Regions from separate parts of the Hordeum vulgare genome. Here all the other regions are linked to region 2. Evidence: chromatin contacts called from public Hi-C data. All regions are on one chromosome and are shown on one strand. Each heading gives the region's core, a stretch centred on a gene start, on an enhancer-like site or on the middle of the called end of the contact. The rest is flanking DNA. Distances are from core to core; before and after follow the strand shown.

What was found. A called contact is a pair of places that touch in the nucleus more often than the background predicts.
Region 1: a contact with region 2 is called in a Hi-C map of seedling, with 2.4 times the contacts expected there. The contact joins the promoter of LOC123397254 here to the promoter of LOC123397795 in region 2. A contact is called at or near these places in 2 of 6 Hi-C or Micro-C datasets (leaf and seedling) and 1 of 1 datasets of contacts at active chromatin or transcription factors (embryo).
Region 3: a contact with region 2 is called in a Hi-C map of leaf, with 3 times the contacts expected there. The contact joins the promoter of LOC123395900 here to the promoter of LOC123397795 in region 2. A contact is called at or near these places in 2 of 6 Hi-C or Micro-C datasets (leaf and seedling).

What each region holds. Positions count from the first base shown.
Region 1 is chr5H:420,205,086-420,208,596 of MorexV3_pseudomolecules_assembly, forward strand. LOC123397254 (malonyl-CoA decarboxylase, mitochondrial) reads left to right here and starts at 1,401. Exons shown (of 12, transcript XM_045091876.1): 1 at 1,401-2,080; 2 at 2,173-2,317; 3 at 2,395-2,485; 4 at 2,746-2,804; 5 at 2,888-2,965; 6 at 3,066-3,149; 7 at 3,322-3,500. The coding sequence starts at 1,545.
Region 2 is chr5H:420,739,358-420,742,595 of MorexV3_pseudomolecules_assembly, forward strand. It overlaps LOC123397795 (probable plastidic glucose transporter 1), which reads left to right and starts at 1,723. Exons shown (of 12, transcript XM_045092326.1): 1 at 1,723-2,072; 2 at 2,156-2,294; 3 at 2,739-2,939; 4 at 3,091-3,190. The coding sequence starts at 1,835.
Region 3 is chr5H:419,992,667-419,996,067 of MorexV3_pseudomolecules_assembly, forward strand. It overlaps LOC123395900 (lysine-specific demethylase JMJ25-like), which reads left to right and starts at 1,282. Exons shown (of 11, transcript XM_045090927.1): 1 at 1,282-2,065; 2 at 2,154-2,256; 3 at 2,571-2,892; 4 at 2,983-3,046; 5 at 3,140-3,401. The coding sequence starts at 1,572.

The DNA.
Region 1 (3,511 bases), core at 151-2,650, 530 kb before region 2:
ACCGGTTTTTCCAGCAAAGGAGGAATGCCGTCGGAGAGCTCGGGCATAGCACCTTTCTGAAGGTGACAGCCGCTTTGCGTATGTTGGCATACGGTATCCCGGCTGATCTAGTTGATGATCACTTGGCTATGGGTGAGAGCCAAGCCATCATGTGTGTCAAGCGCTTTGCAGTGGGAATTGTGCAAGTGTTTGGCGAGGAGTATTTGAGATCTCCCATTACTGAAGACGCCGCAAGGCTATTGGCGATGAACAAATCTCGCGGCTTTCCTGGCATGCTTGGCTCAATAGATTGCATGCATTGGAGTTGGAAGAATTGTCCAAAGGCATGTCATGGGCAATTCCACGGCCAAAAAAAGGGTTCCACTATAATCCTTGAAGCGGTGGCCGATCAGGAGACTTGGATTTGGCATGCATTCTTTGGAATGCCTGGATCTTTGAATGACATCAATGTTGTGAACCGGTCACCACTGATGAATAAGATTGCAAATGGTGAGTTGCCACCGGTGCAGTTTGTAGCAAATGACCGTACGTACAACTATGGCTATTATCTAGCGGATGGCATCTATCCAAAGTGGCAAACCTTCGTGAAGCCGTTGAAAAAGCCAGAAGGTAAGAAAAATCTTGATTTCCACAATGCTCATGCGACTACTAGAAAAGATGTGGAGAGAGCATTTGGGATTTTGCAAGCCCAATTTGCTATTGTGAGAGGACCGGCTAGATTTTGGGATCAAAAAATGCTTTGGTACATCATGCACGCTTGTGTGATCATGCACAACATGATCATCAAGAATGAGCGTGGCCAAGATTTAGACTACTCACAGTATGAGCTCTTGGGACATCTCGTGCGAGTGCGACGGAGGGCTGAAAGGGTAGCCCGTTTTGTTGCCTCCTATCATGCCATTCGGCGTCCCGCAACGCACAATGAACTTTAGAAGGATCTGATTGAAGAGTGGTGGGCATGGCATGGACGACAAAGAGCATGATTTCTGCATTCGACATTGTATTGTTCATGAACTATTGGTTGTGTTTATTGCATTATTTGTTGTACTGAACGATAAACTATTTGTTTGAGTTGTAATGACTATTTATTGTTGATTTATTTTGTTTGTTTGATCATTTTTGCTCCTATTTTTTGAAATGTATATGTGGTTTGTGCGTGCTGCGCGCGCTGTATTTTTGGGCGCTGCTGGAGCGTCACGCGCGCTGCATTATAACGCGGTCGTTGGAGCCAACGTCTATCCCTGCGCTAAACCAGCCGAAGCGCGCGCGGCAAACACATTTTTTTGACGCGGCGCGAAGCGCGGTTGTTGGAGATGCTCTAATTGTTCTCAACTTTATGGATTCTCACCAAATGTGTACCGCGCACTGTTTGGTGACAAGACAACTGACCGGCTGAACCCAACCGCATAGTTGGCGCACCGCCGCCGTTCGTTCTCTTCAACCCCCCCAGTTGGCAACCTCCGTCCGCGCGCGCGCCGGTGACACCTCCCTTCCTGACTACATCTTCCTTCCATCGCCGGTGGCGGCAGCCCCGATCGCATCGCATGACCAGGAGCCACACCCCAAAATCCCTCGCCGTCCTGCTCCGTGCCAGGATGCACCCCGACTCTATCCCCTCGCCGCTGCCCGCTCCGTCACCACCCGCCAGCCCCGACCCCAACCCCAGTGCCCGGCCCGCCGCCGCCTCCTCCGTCCGGCACTGGCTCCACGCCTCCATCTCCGCGGCCTCCCCGCCTCCCGCCGCCCTGGAGTGTTTCTCCGACGGGTACCGCTCCCTCGACCGGGGCGGCCGCCACGAGATCCTCCGATCCCTCGCCACAGACTACGACGTGCCCCGCGCGCGGGTTCGCGACCTCATGCGCCAGTACCTGAGCGTCTCCGCCACCGGGGAGGACGGGGACGAGCAGCCGAGGGCGGAGAGAGAGGAGGGCGGCGCCGCATCGGCTTTGTACCGGATGGAGAGGGGGCTCCGGGACGCGCTCCGGCCCAAGCACGCCGGGTTCCTCGAGGCCATGAACGCGCAGCCTGGTGGGCTCAAGCTCCTCGCGGTCATTCGAGCCGACCTCCTCGCCTTGCTGGGGTGAGATTGACATTCACACCTTTGCTGTTGCTGTTACTGCATGTCTCCTTGCTGCTTCTCTGGTCTACTTGGAACTTACAAGTGCAACGCAGGGAGGAGAATGCTCCAGTGCTGCGTGCATTGGATGGGTACTTGAAGGAGAAGCTCGTGACGTGGCTCAGCCCAGCGGCTCTTGCGCTCCACCAGATAACCTGGGATGATCCTGCCTCCTTGCTGGAGAAGATTGTGGCTTATGAAGTTTGTGTTTGACAAACCATTAAATTCTTCAATGTGCTCTCTTGTGGTTTTGTTGATGATTTTGTTCCTTTTTTTAGGCTGTGCATCCAATCAGGAATCTGATAGATTTGAAGAGAAGGCTGGGTGTTGGCCGACGTTGTTTTGGTTACTTCCATCCTGCGATACCAGGTTAGTTAGGACATTTTGTTTCTGATTGTTATTTTTGCTTGCAAGTTTTAACCACTCATGATCATATGTGGTACCAAGAGTTTATGTTTAGATTGCACATCATCAGTAGTATTTCCTGCAGATGTTTGAAATTTTCTTATGGAGAAAATAAACATATTTTCACAGTAGTTTAAACAGAATGATTCACAGTTTCTGAGATGATGGTTTTAGGTCTCTTAGTAACTTTACCTGAGTGCTATTACTGTCTTCATTAACACTAGGCGAGCCCCTGATTTTCATTGAAGTTGCTCTCCTCAAAGATATGGCCACATCTATACAGGTTATTAAGGGTTTGCATGATTTCTTTTAATAAATTGGTGCTTACTCTACTTCTATGCGCCTTATGTTCTCTTCTCATATCAGGAAGTTTTGTTGGATGTCCCTCCAATCGCTGAATGTGAAGCTAAATGTGCACTATTTTACTCAATATCGTCAACCCAGGTAAAGAAAGTTTCAAGGATTATAAATACCAAGGGAAGTATGGTGCTAGCTTGAGTGACAATCTGGCACCTACATACTGATTGTCTATTGCTGTTGCCAGCCAGGCTTATCAGGTATTAATCTGGGAAAGTTTCTTCTCAAGCGTGTCATTGACATGTTGAGGAAAGATATGCCTTCCGTGCAGGTATCACTTCTAATATCTGAATCGTTGTTGTCTGGAAATGCAATAAACTGTATGCTTCTCTGGGTGTAGCGTCAATTCTAAATTATAAATTCATCATGTGAAGAAAGTTTTCTATAGCTATGTTTAATGATGCATCTAATTTTATGTATTTATTTGTTGGTATTTTATACAGATTTTTGCTACTCTTAGCCCGATACCTGGTTTCATGCAATGGCTTCTCGCTAAGTTGGCCTCTCAAATAAAATTAGCAGAGGCAGAGATGCAAGAGGGCAATTCGTTAGAAGGTGCCAGTTCTACTTTCAGAGAATCCATCCTTTTCCCGGAGGAAGAGAAGATGATACACAGTGCCATGTATGTTCCAT
Region 2 (3,238 bases), core at 473-2,972:
GACACGAAAAAACGGTTTAGTCGCGTCCCGAGAAGCCTGTTTTTTATTGATTAGGGCCGAATTTGTCACTAGCGGACCCAGGACCGAAATGTTTTGGCGCGAAATCTACGTCGACCCACCGAGTCAACGGCGAGGCGCGGTCATCATCCTCATCGCCTTGTTTTCCTGCAGGGAATCAATGAGAAGGCTGTCGCCGGCCAGCCTTCCATTGATTCCTCACGGGTGGCACAGTGAAGGCGCCCCGACGCGCGTCCCACCCGCTCCCGCCAATTGTATGCACGGTTGTCGCCCGCTCTCCGTCCACCAGCGGCTATATAAGTCGTCCCTCCCTCGTCGGTGGCTGCACACCACTCGCCATAACCCTTCTCCCTCTCTCGCCATCGACGCCCCTCTCCCCCTTTCGTCGTCGACGCCCCTCTCTTCATTGATGACCACGGCCGAGCGCTACCCCGATGACGGAGCGGCGGCCAGCGGCTTCGGCCGCTGCCACCTGCACGAGCCCGAGGCCCGCCTCCTCTACGAGGCGGACTACCCGGCGCCACCGGATATGCGGGTGCCGGGCTCGTGGAGGCTGAGCGCCGGCGGAGTCTCGGTGCCACCGCCGCCCTCTGGAGATGATCGGCGCGTGGAGTCGCGCGCATCCGATTGTCGATGCTGGAGAGAGCACGAAACCAGCCGAGGTACGCCCCCGACAGCACACGCCGTGGACAACGTATTTTGAACGCCGCCACGCCGAACAACTCGACGCCATCAATGGCACTGAACCCCGCAGCCGCTTCAACTCCGAGGGGTGACGCCTATTGTGGGGTGTCCCCCTCCGTCCTCGAGCACACCGAGGACTACAACTCACCATGGTTGGAGTACCCGATGCCCCCTCCTTCTCCCGCCGCCGCGACAGTTCATGGAAGTCGAGGCGCATGGAGACGGTGTCCTTCTCCTCGTCTGGCTCCCGCTCCCGCTCCTCCCCGTCAAGCCAGAGCCGTGGGAGACGCTGCTCGGGCGGCACACGCGCATCGCCGTCCTCGTCATCAACGAGGGTGGCGTCCCTTCTCCTCCGACCTCCTCCTCCCGCCTCGTCAAGCCGAAGACCGAGTCGACACTCCTCCCCGTGATGAAGGAGCAGGAGGCCATGGCCGTCGACGAGGACACCGGCCTCAAATGGGCGCGAGACGACTACATCCGTCAGGAGATAGAGCGCGAACGTCGCGCCCACGAGAAGATCGCTGCCCGACACCGTGGCCACGAGGAAGGCGGCGGCGTCATCCTCGAAGATAGCGACGAGGCGACCTAGGGCAGGGTGCAGCAAGGACGACGGCTGGGGCGGCGACGGCTACACCAACTTCTACAAGCTCCTCGGCATGTAGAAGGCTCGTTTGTTTTTTAGTTTGGTTTTTAAATTATGTTTTTAATTTGTACAAATATCAATGAAAAGCGCATAGTTTGATCGAGTTTGTGCCGAATTTTGATCGAGTTTGGTTTAAAAGAAACGGCGTCTGGGGTGATCTTTAGTGCCGCTATTTCAAGACCTAGAGGGTCGAATCGTGTGAAGATGCTCCGACCTTTGTAATGCAGACTTGGCCACCGCTTGATGAATGAATTTATTTTTCCATGAAAAAAAAAAAAGCAGATGACACGTGGCCACTACTTCTTCACGAGCCGTGGTTCAAAGTGGCCCCACATAAAATCAGCCGTTCCGCGTCGCGGCTTTTCCCTTCACCCGTTGCCCCGGGACCAGGACTCTCGCCTCCCTCCCCCCTCCACTCTCCCCTTACTTCCCCGCTCCGACCCGCGCCCGCCGGCTGCTCGACGAATTGCCCGTCCGGTAGCCGGAGCGATGATGCCGCCGACGCCCCTTGCCGCGATGCTTGTACTTCCATCGGCGCCCTTGCTGCGACCGCGGCTCGGCCTCGGGCCATCCTCTAGCCGCGCGCGCGGACCTGCCCTCCGTGCCCTGCCGCGGCGCCTCGAGCTCTGGCACCCACGCCTCGCTGCCGTAGAGAGCGGGCCTCCTCCCAGCCAACCTTCCGCGCCTCCACCTCAGCCTAGCTCGGAATTGCTGGGGGGCATCTCAGGTTCGGCATCGGTTGTTTCTTTGTTGCTCGTGCACTTGTTGGTGCGTTGATGTAATGATGCGAGCTTTCGCTGTTCTTGACAGGATTGGATGCGGGGTTAGGAGGCGATGGTGGTGGTGGTGGTGGAGATGGAGGCGGTGACGCTGATCTCGGGTGGGTTCGGGCGTTCCCTCACGTGCTCACTGCGTCCATGGCCAATTTCCTCTTTGGCTACCACATTGGGTGCGTAAGAGAAGAGTGGTTAGCAAACTCAGGGTTTACAATTACATAGCATTTCTACGAGGACGTGCCATTTATGTGTTCTTTCTGAATTAAATGTAAAGTTTAAAATTTAGAAAACATGCATAGACCCTAACTTGTTTTTGAATATCTTCCATTAGTAATCTCAATCAGTTGTTATGCAGCAGCTGGTAATCACATCATTACTACATAAATTTTGTATAGGAAATGGTGCAGCTGCCATCAAAATTCATGTGGCTTCAAGGAAATTTAAATGATCAATGCCAGTTGAAATGCGAACACTGAATTTGGAATGTATCCTGAAGTATGTGTATTTGACTGTTTAATGTACTATACATTGCAATGTTATTTTCAGTTTACTGGTGCAGATATCTATGTTATGTTAAAACATTCTAGTAAAGTTTCGCTGCATGATGTAATTTGCAGGGTCATGAATGGTCCAATAGAGGATATTGCACGAGAGCTTGGTTTTCAAGGAAATCCGTTTCTCCAAGGTCTTGTGGTCAGCATATTCATTGTCGGTGCATTCTTTGGGAGCTTAGGCTCGTCTGCGCTAGTTGATTATTTAGGTTGTAAAAGGACTCTTCAGATTGATAGTATTCCATTAATTCTTGGGGCTTTCATCAGGTACTTTTTCTACATTCGTAGGTTTATGGAGTTTCTTCTTCTAACTGCTGTCGTAACATGGTTGTACAGAAGTTAACATCAAATTCAGTTTCCTCTTAACAGCATGTCCATTTCATAAACATCGTGTGTTACATCTAAAACAATAATACAGTGCACAGGCACATTCGATGGATGAGATGCTCCTGGGAAGGTTCCTTGTTGGCATTGGAATTGGCGTGAATACCGTGCTTGTTCCAATATATATCTCTGAGGTACACTTCAGAAATGTGATGCTTCAGAACTGAACGGCAGTGCGATAG
Region 3 (3,401 bases), core at 32-2,531, 750 kb before region 2:
GATTTGGCACGCTTTCTGCGGCATGGCCGGATCTCACAATGATATCAATGTGCTCCATCGCTCTTCGGTGTTTGCTAGGATGGCAAAAGGCAATTGTCCGGAGGTCAATGTTGAGATCAATGGCCACCAATACACCAATGGATACTATCTAGCTGACGATATCTATCCAAAGCGGTCTACTCTTGTGAAGACAATCTCTAATTTTGTAGAAGAGAAAGATAAAGAGATTTGCCCAAGAACAAGAGTGTTAGAAAATATGTAGAACGTGCCTTTGACGTTCTTCAATCTCGATGAGGCATTGTTCGATATCCTGCTAGAACATGAAGCATGAAAACGTTGTGGGAGGTGATAACAACTTGTGTCATCATGCACAACATAATCATAGAGGATGAGCACCCAAAACGTTTATCTGATTAAGGGTTTGAGTTTCACGATGACAATGTTGTGCATGAGCATGGAGGAGAGGCAATGTTTGCATAGTTCGTCGAGTTTCATCATAAGATGCGTGATTGAGATACTCACATGCATGTGCAAAATGATTTGTTTAATCATATGTGGATTCATGTGAGCAACTAGTAAATGTATCGGCAACCTTTTCTTTTAAATGCATCAACTATGAGATATTTTCATAATTATTAAACTATGCAATAATGTTTTGTATTAAACATTTATTAATCTAGAAATAAAATTTATTTTATGCAATAAATTTATCAAAACGATAAAAAAATAACTACAAACCTTTCACGCGGATGAAAAATGGATCGGTTGATCCATTTATAAGAAAATCAGACGTGCTGATTCGAACAAACAAAACACGAACAAAATACGTGTCTGTTTGAGTCGGGGGTTGAAGCTGCCAAACAATAATCGTCCGTGATTGCGAACATGTCTGGTCATTCCGGACACAGGCTTTCTCAATCATGGCTGCTCCGTCAAAAACAGAAAAACGTGTCAAGGTTTTAGCTAACAAGAAAAACCCTGACCTGGTCTGGCCGGCCTATACTCGTGTGAAAAAAGATCCGTTGGACCTTTCTACCCCTGGGAAGTTGTGCGGCACGCCTCACAAGTCACAACTTGGCACGACCTGTGTCACGCCGTAGTCCCATGCCGTGACGAACGAACCTTCCTTTCGCACCTGTGGAAGTACTCCTACCTACAGCAGGAGTAATAGACAACAGTAGTAGTAAAAAAAAAACATTTACTCCTACCTACCATACATTGCCCCCCAAAGGAAATTACCGCAGCTGATAAATCCAACCCGCGCACTCGCCAGTCAGGAGCGACCAACCCACCGGAAACCGAACCAAAACCAGCAGCGGCCGGAGCAGCAGCAGCGAGGAGCCTCGTATCGAACCGCAACGGGCCGCCCCGTACGCGCGTTCCACGTGGCCGCTACTCCCTCCGCCCCTTCCCACCTCCGACGAAAACACCTGCGGGCTGCGGCCCTGCCCGCCCCGGCCAGATTGCGCCCGACGGGATAGGCGTCGTAGATAATAAATCCGGGAGATCGAATCCCCGAATCCGGGTTGCTCCCGCGGATTGGATCGTGCGCGGCGGCGGCGGCGGCGGCCATGGGGGCGATGGGTTGCCGTCGGGCCGGGGGGTCCGTGGGCTGGCAGTACGTCTTCAAGGATGAGGATGAGGAGGACGGGAGCGAGGACGCGCCGCTCCTGGAGGAGAAGGAGGGGGCGGACGAGGACTGGGATGTCGAGATGGAGAGGAGGGGGACGAAGAGGAAGGCGCCGCGCTCGTCGCGGCCGCAAAAGCTGCGGTGCGTCGCCACCCTCTGCGCCTCGCCTGCGTCGTCCGATGCCGGGCCCCCGTCGTGGAGCGCCGTGCCCAAGGGGCGGCGCAGCGGAAACAGGGCCAAGAGGGGCCGCCCCGTCGCCGTGCCCTCGGAAACAGCTGCTCCCGCAGCAGAGGAGGCGACGCCGAGCACCAGCGCCTCGGGCCGCACCAAGGGTAGGAGGGCTTGCCACCAATGCAAGTCGGGGATGAGGCAGCAGATGACCAAGTGTAAGCGATGCCGCGACAAGATCTACTGCGGCCGCTGCATCAATGATATGTACATCTCTCTTCTCACCCCGCTTGTAATGTTCGGACATTAGCACGAATGAACATCGGAGTTATCAGTGAGGCCTGCGGGTTTGCAGGTACCCGGAGTTGTCGTTGGGCCAGGTTAGACTTCAGTGCCCATCCTGCCGCGGAATCTGCAAATGTAAACGGTGCAACCCCAAGGAGCAGGGTGAACCCAAGGTGATGATCTTGTGGCTTGTTGAGTTAATCTCCGATGGTGCAAACCCATCAGCAGTTCAGCATGATATCAGCACTTCTGATTTCTATGTTACATTCATAAGATTTCTTGTTTTGAAATTATTGTTCTCTGTTGCGACAAACTGACAATGCTGTCACTTGTAGTACAAATTGTTGTTAAACTGTGACAAGGAAATCTAGTTATTGAGTGTTTGCAGTGTTGGACATACTTACAGTTTTGCGAAACCATAACTGTTGTAACAAAAAAATCAACACCATATACGGAGGTCTAAAATATGCATTTTTTCCACTCGTAGAGTTCAGTTTTGAGGAAACGCAACGGCAGTAGATCAGTAACGAAGAGAAAGAAGGCTAACACCTCAGGTGTAAAGTCAACTAGGTTTCGTAATGAGGTGACGCAGGCGGAAGCAAATGACAACTCCTTCCTAAGCTCCAATGAGATTAATAGCACATGTGTCAAATTAGACAAGGTAGATACATTGGATGCAAGAGCTGATGAGATTGCTTGTGAAACTAAAGTAAAACATGCTAGATATCTGTTGCACTACCTGCTGCCTTGTTTGAGTGACCTGAACAGGGATCAGATGGTTGAGAGAGAAATTGAGGCCAAAATTCAAGGTAAACTCAATTCTCCAGAACATGTGGAAACTAAACAGAGTTGTGCCTTGCAACTAATTGTTAGTACTTACCCTGTTTTCTGCCAAACAGGATTGGAATTGTCTGAACTGAGTGTTGAACAGGCTGACTGCCGGAATGATGAGAGGATGTTCTGGTACTGAGTGCTCCATTCATTCAACTTTGGATTTTTTTTCACTTCCTGTTGTTATTTTATACTTTGTACTGATGATTTTTTCTATTTGTCCAGTGACAATTGCAGAACTTCGATCTTTGATCTGCATAGAAGCTGTCCAAACTGCTCATATGAATTATGCATTGCGTGCTGTAAGGAGCTTCGTGGAAATAATCTAGAGGGCTCTTGTCGGGAAGAGCTGGTGTCTTATCCTAATAGAGGAATCGACTATATGCATGGTGGTGATCCATCGCCTGAGTTGATAAACTGCGTACAACCACACTTTTCCAGTTGCCAGCCTAAGACTACTAAGTGGTGTGCTAATACTGATGGGACT